Regions from separate parts of the Mus musculus genome. Here regions 1 and 2 are each linked to region 3. The links are chromatin contacts, called in public ChIA-PET and Hi-C maps. All regions are on one chromosome and are shown on one strand. Each heading gives the region's core, a stretch centred on a gene start, on an enhancer-like site or on the middle of the called end of the contact. The rest is flanking DNA. Distances are from core to core; before and after follow the strand shown.

Region 1 (3,123 bases), core at 33-2,532, 270 kb before region 3:
GCAACGGCCACAAAGCCACCAGACCTGGGTTCCCATCTTGCTCCTTCACTTAAGTATCAAGACGATATAGCCCCAGTTCCCTCAGAAACATGAGGAAGATGACATCGGCATCACAGGCAACATAGGTGATGATCCATCCAGAAAGTTCTTTAGTGTAAGCGGCAGTGTCAAGCCCAGGACACAGAGAGTGCGCACAAGATGCAAGGTCTTTTCCTAAGCATGGTCTTCTCCTGGAGATTCTTCCCACAGGAAACTAAGGATGTTTCCTAAGACCTCTCTGGAGAGGAATCAGGTAGGAGGAAATCTAAGACGCAAAGATAAGTAAGATACCAGGTCCCCTGTCAGCTGACAGGGGACCTTAACCCCTCAAGCTGGGGGCGCTAAGACATTAGGGCACCTTGCAGACTATGGGCAGAATTACTAACCTTTATTTGACTCAGGATCTTCTGGTCCAGTGCTGTGTCCAAAGGACTCTAAGCTAGGTGTGGTGGTGGCTGCCTATAATTTCACAGTATTAGATTAAAAGCAGCAGAATTAAAAGCTCAAGGCCAGCCTTGGATGTTATAGGAGCCTGTCTGGAAAACCAGAGGACTGGGTGTGGGGATGGGGGGTGGGGAGGCCAGGGGGTGAGGGGGGGCAGAGTGACTCTATTTCAAAGGTCTGTCCTGAACTTGAAGCCCATCCACAATCACTCACTCTTGGGATTTCAAAGTATGACGGAAGAAACAGGGTCAGGTCCAGGTTGAGCCCAATTTGGAATCTCAGAGAGGAAAAGAAGCCAAAGTTGGCAGGGACTTCATGTCAGAGGAAATCTTCCTAGCCCATAGTGAGGCCGGACTGGGAAAGAAGGGCTCTGCTTTCGGATCCCAGCCTTGTATTTCCTGTTGATGGAGCACTGGGAAGCCTATAGGCCAAAGTGGGAATCAAATACTTGATAGCATGCGTTATCGTTACTAAGTCTGATCAGAGTCCACTGGCCCCTCTTCTGGCTAACACACTCCCTGGATACTGGGGGTGGGGTGAAGAGACAAGTCCTGGCAGCTTTGGATTCTGCTGTCCCTACACTGCCAGCTCGATGTGTAGCCGCCCACTTCAGAGCAGAGTCAGGGTGCATCTTTTCTTAAGAAGTGGAGCATTTCCTGTTTTGGAGGAGGAGGGATGGGGCTCTTCCTGGACCACATTGCCTCTTCAACCCCTCCACCCCCCCCCCACCACACCTCCCTCCCTGAGTTACTCACTCCTGGAAATAGGGCTGATGACATCGAGATGAGTCAGAGGCTCACGCGCGTCATGGCCCGACTGCTGGGAGGGTGAATGAGTTCAGTGCTCCCTAGACCACAGCCCTAGATGTGCACCAGGAGTCCAGGCAAGGCAACAGGCCTGGGGGCGGTGTACATGTCTGTACTTGTGTGTGTGTGTGTGTATACATGTGTGTATATGTGTGTGTGCGCGCAGTTGTGTGTGTACGTGTGTATATGTGTATGTGTGGCATGGCAGGAGGAGGCTAGCCTTTATTTAGCAATGAATTACATACAAGCCCTCATCCATTGCTCTCTCTTCCTAGCCCCTGAGTGATGCTAGCCTTTCTCAGCAACAGGTAACAACCCTAATGTCTTTCTAGGCAAGTAGGCTCAGAGGACTAACCCCTTGGAGAACTACCTGACTTCTTCTGACCAAATTACCCAGCTCTGCCCCAGCACAGTGAGGTATAGCAGCAGTCCTGAAACTGGTGGTCTAGCCTCAGCTTCTTTAGAAGGGCCCCTACCCCAGGGATTACCCTTGCAGGGATATGTATTCAGTGAGGGGGGGTGTGTTTATACTTTGAGGGATGCCCTAATTCACAGTGTCAGTCAAACACACACTTTAGGTCTGTTTTCCGTTTTCCATGTGTCGCATTTTGGAACATTTAGCGGACATAGGATCACTGCAAAGGAATGTATTAATTCAATGCATTTTGAAATGTCTCTTTAACATTCTTGGAGTTACAGTGCAAGCTGAGCATACTAATAGAGGCAAAACAACACGCAAGCTAGACTCTCCTGGCACTTGGTAAATAGGGCTGAAGTACCAGTTTCCCCATACCTAACATGGGTGTAGCCAGGGCACAAATGGTATGGAAAATAACACCAGGACCGTGAAGCAGGAGGCAGCCCCACCTCTGAGTTCTCTCTTTTACCCTCCCCAAACAGCCACTGCTCCAAACATTGCTCCTCACAGACCTTGAGGACTGCTGCTTGGACCCTTTAGGATTTCCTTCCAGTTGATCTAAACGAGAATGGAACGAAACCTCTCAGGATAGAGGGGTTAGAATTCAGAAGAATGCATTTTGATTTGGGTATGGGGCACACACCTGCGATCCTGGCACTTGGGAGGCTGAGGAGAGAGGATTATTGATTTGAAGTTGGCTTGAGCCACATAGTGAGATCCCCTCTTTCAAAATGAACTGATTGATGGCACTTTGATATCTCAGGCATGGGCTAGGACAGCAAAGAGAACGAGGATTCAACTCTCCAGGGCTCCCCTAGTGTCATGTCATTAGCTCCAGTGCAATCAGAGGGGACAGACTGTCCCCAGCTCACATTCTTCAGTGTCAGGCGGGGTTTACTAGGGATGTCCTACAGGGTGGGAAGAAACCGTGAGTAATCTACTCAGTGTATAAGAGGTAAAATTCTTTCCCCTGTAACCCAGTGAAGACTCCTGATGCTAGAAAAGTTAAACAAACAAACAACTCCATTGGTAGAGTCAGGATCCCTCATCTTTCTTTGTGTAAAACATGATTTTTCAGGGGTTCACTGGGGTGACCTGTCCATGTAAATTTCTGCTGGAATGGCCACTGTTTCTGCCCAATGAGCCTTCAGAACGTGGCATTCTCTGGGTTGAGCTTAGATCAATCATTCTGCTGCTTCGGGGCTATCCAGGTGGATGTGGGCCTTGGAGGCTGCTCCGTGCCAACCCCTGGGTCTCCCATCTCTTGAACTCTCCCACAATGTAGGCACAGACAGCTGTTCTGCCTCCAATCCTTCCCAGTTCCCTTATCTCCACACAGCATAGGAGAATTCTCTCCAGTCCCAGAAGAGTTCCTGTCTGGAGGACAAGAAAGCTACACTTCATCATGCTCTCGTC
Region 2 (2,878 bases), core at 212-2,711, 300 kb after region 3:
TAACATAATTATCCATTCAGTCACACGGATTCAACAAGTCTCTATGGGGTACTTACTCTGTGAGGAGCCCTACAAGACACTAAGTCTGTGCCTCCTAGGGCTGAAATTATGGAACAGATGGACTGGCCCATAGGCAAGGCACAGGTCTAGCCTCTCAGTTCCAGCTGCCTAACGCTTAGCTCTGCAATCTTTCTAGTGCTTGGACTGACTTCTATAAACAGGCTCTAGGTTTCCATCAAATCAGAGCTCATCTGTAGATTCCTGCAGAAGACTCAGGCAAATGGCTCTGGTTAGGTAGAGCCAAACAGATCACCAGCCTGATGCTTGCTTTAGGAGCAAAGCAATGAACTAATAGATTCTGAGGTGAGACCAGAAGCAAAGTTCCTTTACACAAAGGCTGTGAATACTCCCTGGGACAGAAGGGAGACAGCACAGTCCTCAACTTACATCCTCAGTTTACCCAGTGCAAATGCACTGCTTTGCAAGAGGCCACATTTCCCACTGTGCTCTCTTCCCCAGTTAGTAACGGGTACCTCGGCTTCCTACCAGCCACAAAGGGAAGAGGAAGCAGGGTTGCTAAGCGACATGATCTGTGGTTTTGGTATATCAGATGCATTCTCAGCTTATGTATCTGCAACCCAGGATCGAACTGTCAATGGTAGCACCATCAAAGGACTTTTCCCCCAAGGTGCTCACATCAACAAAATAATTAACCAAATAAATAACCCCAGATCAACTCTTGGGAGATCAAACCCAAACACTGGGCCAATAAAACAAAAACCTTACTTACTTTGACTTGCTCTTGGCAACTTGTGTGTGTAAAGGTTGGAAGAAAGAAAAAAGATAAGGTTGTTATTTTTTTCATTCGAAGTGCTTATCAACATTAGTTGTAACCAAAAACACTTTAAAAGTATTCCCCACTTTACACTAAAATAACTTTTTCCTGGTGTGAGTCTGGCCCACACAATTATGAATGTTTTGTTGTTGTTGTTGTCTTGGTATAATCAACAGTTGTCTGCCATCTTAACATCGTTCTAAGTAATATCTGCTCTATCCCCACCCTTCTATAGTGTAAATATTTGTACTGCAACACAGCTCTTGTTTGAACTTTACAGACTGCAGCAAAGTCGCCTGAGATGCTAACTCTAATCAGGATGTCAGCCAGGAGCCAGGCAGCGGGGTAATACCACAGCGGCCAGTAGACATTCTTCGGACACCCCTGCAGAGGGCGACGGGGCTCCCGCCGCCTTCTCACCAGACCCGGAGGCGCGCCGCGGGGTGGCAGCCGCCGCGCCAGGTCCTCCACCCCTCCGGGCTCCACCTCGGGACCTGCGGGTCACCGCCTCGGCTCCACGCCGCAGGCCCTGCCGCCGCCTCAGACCGACTTACAAGAGACAGCGGAGAGCAGCATGGTCCACCGATTCTCACCGAGACCCGCCTAAAGAGCTCAACGACTACTTCCGGGGCATGCGCGGGTTCCGGTAGAAGGCTCAGGAAGTGGACAGAAGCCACGCCCTCCCCTGAAGTTCGGGCAGTCTCTGACTCAGTGATTTATTGGTAGTGAATTTTGTGGTATTATGGGAAGGACCCCCCCTCCATACAAAAGATAATACTGCCAAATATCACAATACCCAGATCTGCCTGGCTCCAAAACATGTAGCCTTTCCCAAGAGACACTGATCTATCTTTTTTTTTTTTTAATTTTATTATATATTTTCTTTATATACATTTCAAATGCTAGCCCGAAAGTTCCCTATATGCTCCCCTACCCACCCTGTACTGGGGCATATAAAGTTTGCAATACCAAGGGGCCTCTCTTCCCAGTGATGGCCGACTAGGCCATCTTCTGATACATATGCAGCTAGAGATACGAGCTCTGGGGGTACTGGTTAGTTCATAGTGTTGTTCCACCTATAGGGTTGCAGACCCCTTCAGCTCCTTGGGTGCTTTCTCTAGCTTCTCCATTGGGGGCCCTATGTTCCATCTTATAGATGACTATGAGCATCCACTTCTGTATTTGCCAGGCACTGGCATAGCCTCATACGAGACAGCTATACCAGGGTCCCTTCAGCAAAATCTTTCTGGCATATGCAATAGTGTCTGGGTTTGATGGCTGATTATGGGATGGATCCCCGGGTGGGGTAGTCTCTGGATATTGTACTCTGATCTACCATTTGCCCAGCAATATTTTTATGCCTGTGCAAGAAGTCCTAACTCCACCACCAGGGACCTCACTGGTAACTTCATCTCCCAATTAATAATCAGGATTTTATTATTTTTGCTGTTGTTTTGCTTAATTTGTGTGTTTATAATGACTCTCCCTATATTATAATTTATTTTTACGCCTGAGTGTTTTGCTTGCTTGTATATTTGTGTACCACTTGTGTGCCTGGTACCTGAGAAGTTTAGCATCATGCTTCAAATCTGGAACCAGAGTGTTATGATAGTTGTGAGCCACCATGTGGGTACTGGAAAGCAAACCCTACTCCCATACAAGAGCAACAAATATTCATAGTGGCTAAGCAATCCTCTCTGGCCTGTTGTTGTTGTTGTTGTTGTTGTTGTTGTTGTTGTTGTTGTTGTCTTAAGTGATCTTCTCAGCAATGCTGTATTTCCATTTCCATGTGAGGAATCCAAGGATAAGAATAACTAACTTGGCCAAGGCTGTTCCAGTTATTAGTGGAAAGTCTAGGTCTTGAATCCAAATCTTCAAAATCTGGAGGTCATATTTTAAATTTTCAAATATGGCAGGCATGTACTTAGTGCTAGTCTAGCTAAATCAGAGAGTTCCAGGTTCAGTAAAGATCCTATCTCCAAAAAAATTAAATAGGGTAGAGAGAAAGCAACATTGGCCTGTCCTCCACACATGCACATATGT
Region 3 (2,960 bases), core at 423-2,922:
CCAACAAGAAGAAAAAAGAGGACTGGATTCTGTCTCTCAAAAGGTAATCAAGTAGGCACTCTGGCTTGATGGACTCCTTCAGTATATCTGGTTTCCTTGGTAACATAACTATGCACTAAATGGTTTCCATGGCAAAACATGTTCCAGAGTCCAAATAAGAAGCCTACACATACAATTTGGAATTTACCTTATTAGTGGAGAGGCTTTTTTACACTTGAAGAAAATTAGTAAGCTTAAAAACAGGCTTGGTAAACAGATACCCCTGGGGAGCCTATTCAAGAGGGACCATGTCAGACAGGAGACTGGGAAGGAGAAAGGCAAATCTGGAACTGCCAACATAAGCTCATGTTATAGGTTCCACACACAGCCCTCCAAGGCGAAAAATCTCACCCTGAAAGTAACGGGCCAGCCAACCAGAGTAAGCTTAGGGTGTTTCTAGGATCACCCTAGAAATCTCTTCTATAAATAGAAATAAGCTTGTTAAATAACCTAAAAAGGTAGCCACTTTCCCACTGGAACTAAAACAAAACAAAAACGATTACTTATATTTTCCTCAAGTGAGGTGACAGGAGCCATTGATGGGACATCTAAAACTGTACTGGACATTTAGCAGACAAGGGTAAGTGATGTGAAGGGTCCTGCACTACATAACAGAACCACAAGCCAAAGTGAGCACAGTATCCATGTTGAGAAATGCAACGTACTGCCACGAAAACTTCCCAATGGGACTAAGTTTAAAATGTTAACATGTTTCTTTTTGTTTGTATTCCTTTAAAAATAATAATTCAGGGGGAGAAGCAAAAAACCTAAATATTTTAACCACCTTAAATGCGAACATGACTATGGTGGTTTGTATATTCTTGGACCAGGAAGTGGCACCATTTGGAGGTGTGGCCTTGTTGGAATAGGTGTGACCTTGTTGGAGTAGGTGTGTCACTGTGGGCATGGGCTTAAGACTCTGACCCTAGTTGCCTGGAAGTCAGTCTTCCACTAGCAGCCTTTGTATGAAGACGTAGAACTCTCAGCTCTGCCTGTGCCTTGCCTGCCTGGATGCTGCCATGCTCCCACCTTGATGATAATGGACTGAACCTCTGATCCTGTAAGCCAGCACCAATTAAATGATGTTTTTTTTTTTTTTTAATAAGACTTGACTTGGTCATGGTGTCTGTTCACAGCAGTAAAACCCTAAGACAATGACATAAAGTTTTAAAAACGACTTGTCAAAATGAGAACAGCTTCCATTTCTGGGGTAGGTAGGCACTCTCAGCACTGAGCTACACTTCTGGCACCAACAACTCTCTAAGATAGAAGAGAGTTTCAAAGGCTGCCATGAGTACAGGCTCTCCACTTATTTCCCAAAGACTGAGAATGTGGGTAAAGGTAAATTGGGCTTTGTGGCTATTGATCTTCAAGACAAAATCTTTCAAAATAAGTTGCTGATAATGCTATCAAAGGGAGCTTTAAAATGTAAACATGAAAACCCCCAAACAAACAAAACAAATAAACAGAAAACAGAGACCTGACTTGGAAACTTGACCTTCAGCAGCAGTAATGAAAAGTAACAAAATGATGACGGCTAAAACCAAGAAACACACTTTCAAATGACAGCACTTGGTAAGTTGCGGCTTCCTCTTGAGAGCAGAGGAGGGCAGGAAGTGGGCAGACAGACAGGCACCTCTGAGCACTGAGGGCCTGGAGCTAGGGGAGTTGGATACATGATAACCAGGCAGTGCTGCGGGTGCAAGGCTTTCTTTAATTTTGAATTGCTGTGAATTGTGTAGGGGCGGTAGCCTTTACTCATGAAAAGTGCAAAGCTTGAGTGTAGGGTTTGTGAAACCTGAGCCTAGATAAAAATAGGCCCTGAGGGCTTCCTAAAGATTGATGATCATAGACTGATATTCCGTGGAAGGTGTTCCTGCCACTGCCCCATGCTTTCTACTGTCCTCACGCAAAGCAAGTCCTATACTGCTGATTCTCCAGCCTGGCAGTTGCTACTGATGTCCAGTGTGTAGAAGCCAAGGATGCAACTGACTTTCAAGTAGTAGAAGAGAAAACCCTTCCTCCCAAATAAAACTAGGGATTCAACCCAAACAGCCAACGGTGCAGAGGTTGGGGACTAGGTAGAGACTAAGGCACTGAAACGTCACAGTTACCGAATGCTCACTAGCCTCACAAGGTATCACCTATTAGCACAGTAGAATGGGGATTCTTTCAAACAGTAGGGCAGTCAGTATGATTCTAAATGGATAGTAAATTAGTTCCAATCTGATTTTTACTTCTTAAATTGCACTTTTCGCTCTTTGAAAGTTCCATACATTTTTACACTATATATTGCTCATACCCACTCAGCACATCTATCCCCCAGCTCCCCCTACGGCATCCCACCAGCTTCTTGTCTCTTCTTCTTGTTTCATTAATTGTAATGTCACATTTAAAATGCCTAGGCCCACCTTGGAAAACACTTAACTATTACCACTAAGGCCAAGGAGATCCCTTGGCCCAGGTCAGCATTGCTAGAGTCTAACTGTCCAGATATCAATAGTACTGACCACCACTTGCCAGGCACAGCTCAAGGTTGCTGTCAGAACTGAATGGATGACTCCTCAAGCTCCACAACTTCTAGATCAACAATCGAAGCTGCAGAACTGCTTTAAGAAGTAGCATTTGTGTATCTTTTAAACTCAGTGTAAACTATTCAAACTCACCATAAGAGCACTTAAAGTATGAAACAGAGGAACTCATTAGTGCTATCAAGCGCAGACACACACATGTGTAGCCACACACACGAAGGTACACACACATGCATACCTATTCCTCTGCTCAAATATAACATAGTCTTCATATTGGCATTATTGTTTACTATTGTAGTACTTTAGTAAATTTTTAGTTCACTGTAGAATACAGACTACAGTCCTCATGTATTTTTTTGACTTTTAAATGCATTTAGTTTAAACAATTGC

Evidence for each region. Hi-C and Micro-C count contacts between places; a contact is called where the count stands out from the background. ChIA-PET counts read pairs in DNA pulled down with a chosen protein or histone mark.
Region 1: a Hi-C map of CD8 T cells shows a contact between it and region 3, with 4 times the contacts expected there. The contact joins two enhancer-like sites. A contact is called at or near these places in 8 of 39 promoter capture datasets (embryonic stem cells, hematopoietic stem and progenitor cells, liver and 3 more), 5 of 15 datasets of contacts at CTCF or cohesin (CD8 T cells, the NIH/3T3 cell line, embryonic stem cells and 1 more), 92 of 484 Hi-C or Micro-C datasets (the 4T1 cell line, B cells, the C10 cell line and 45 more), 11 of 115 datasets of contacts at active chromatin or transcription factors (CD8 T cells, T-cell acute lymphoblastic leukemia, acute myeloid leukemia and 7 more) and 1 of 9 other capture datasets (embryonic stem cells).
Region 2: an RNA polymerase II ChIA-PET map of effector CD8 T cells shows a contact between it and region 3, with 23 read pairs. The contact joins the promoter of Mrpl33 here to the enhancer-like site in region 3. A contact is called at or near these places in 2 of 39 promoter capture datasets (the SN4741 cell line and macrophages), 1 of 15 datasets of contacts at CTCF or cohesin (the NIH/3T3 cell line), 9 of 484 Hi-C or Micro-C datasets (ECoMG-derived neutrophils, the HL-1 cell line, the STO cell line and 4 more), 6 of 115 datasets of contacts at active chromatin or transcription factors (effector CD8 T cells, embryonic fibroblasts, embryonic stem cells and 2 more) and 3 of 9 other capture datasets (adipose tissue, embryonic stem cells and liver).

Annotation. Positions count from the first base shown.
Region 1 is chr5:32,190,385-32,193,507 of GRCm38.p6, reverse strand. No RefSeq gene overlaps it. Among named protein-coding and RNA genes, the nearest start is that of Gm36732, 6.9 kb to the right of the region's middle. Within about 2 kb of position 1,282, at least 142 of the 459 cell types and tissues checked have an H3K27ac peak or open chromatin away from gene starts, as enhancers often do. A contact at or near this core is called in CD8 T cells, Th2 cells, group 2 innate lymphoid cells and 1 more, where this site is marked.
Region 2 is chr5:31,612,534-31,615,411 of GRCm38.p6, reverse strand. It overlaps Mrpl33 (mitochondrial ribosomal protein L33), which reads right to left and starts at 1,461. Exons shown (of 4, transcript NM_025796.3): 1 at 1,390-1,461; 2 at 791-809. The coding sequence starts at 1,411. All of the region lies in intron 2 of Gm38424 (a long non-coding RNA gene), which reads right to left.
Region 3 is chr5:31,917,458-31,920,417 of GRCm38.p6, reverse strand. The region is part of intron 7 of Babam2 (BRISC and BRCA1 A complex member 2); the gene reads right to left. Among named protein-coding and RNA genes, the nearest start is that of Gm52770, 80 kb to the left of the region's middle. Within about 2 kb of position 1,672, at least 50 of the 459 cell types and tissues checked have an H3K27ac peak or open chromatin away from gene starts, as enhancers often do. A contact at or near this core is called in CD8 T cells, Th2 cells, effector CD8 T cells and 3 more, where this site is marked.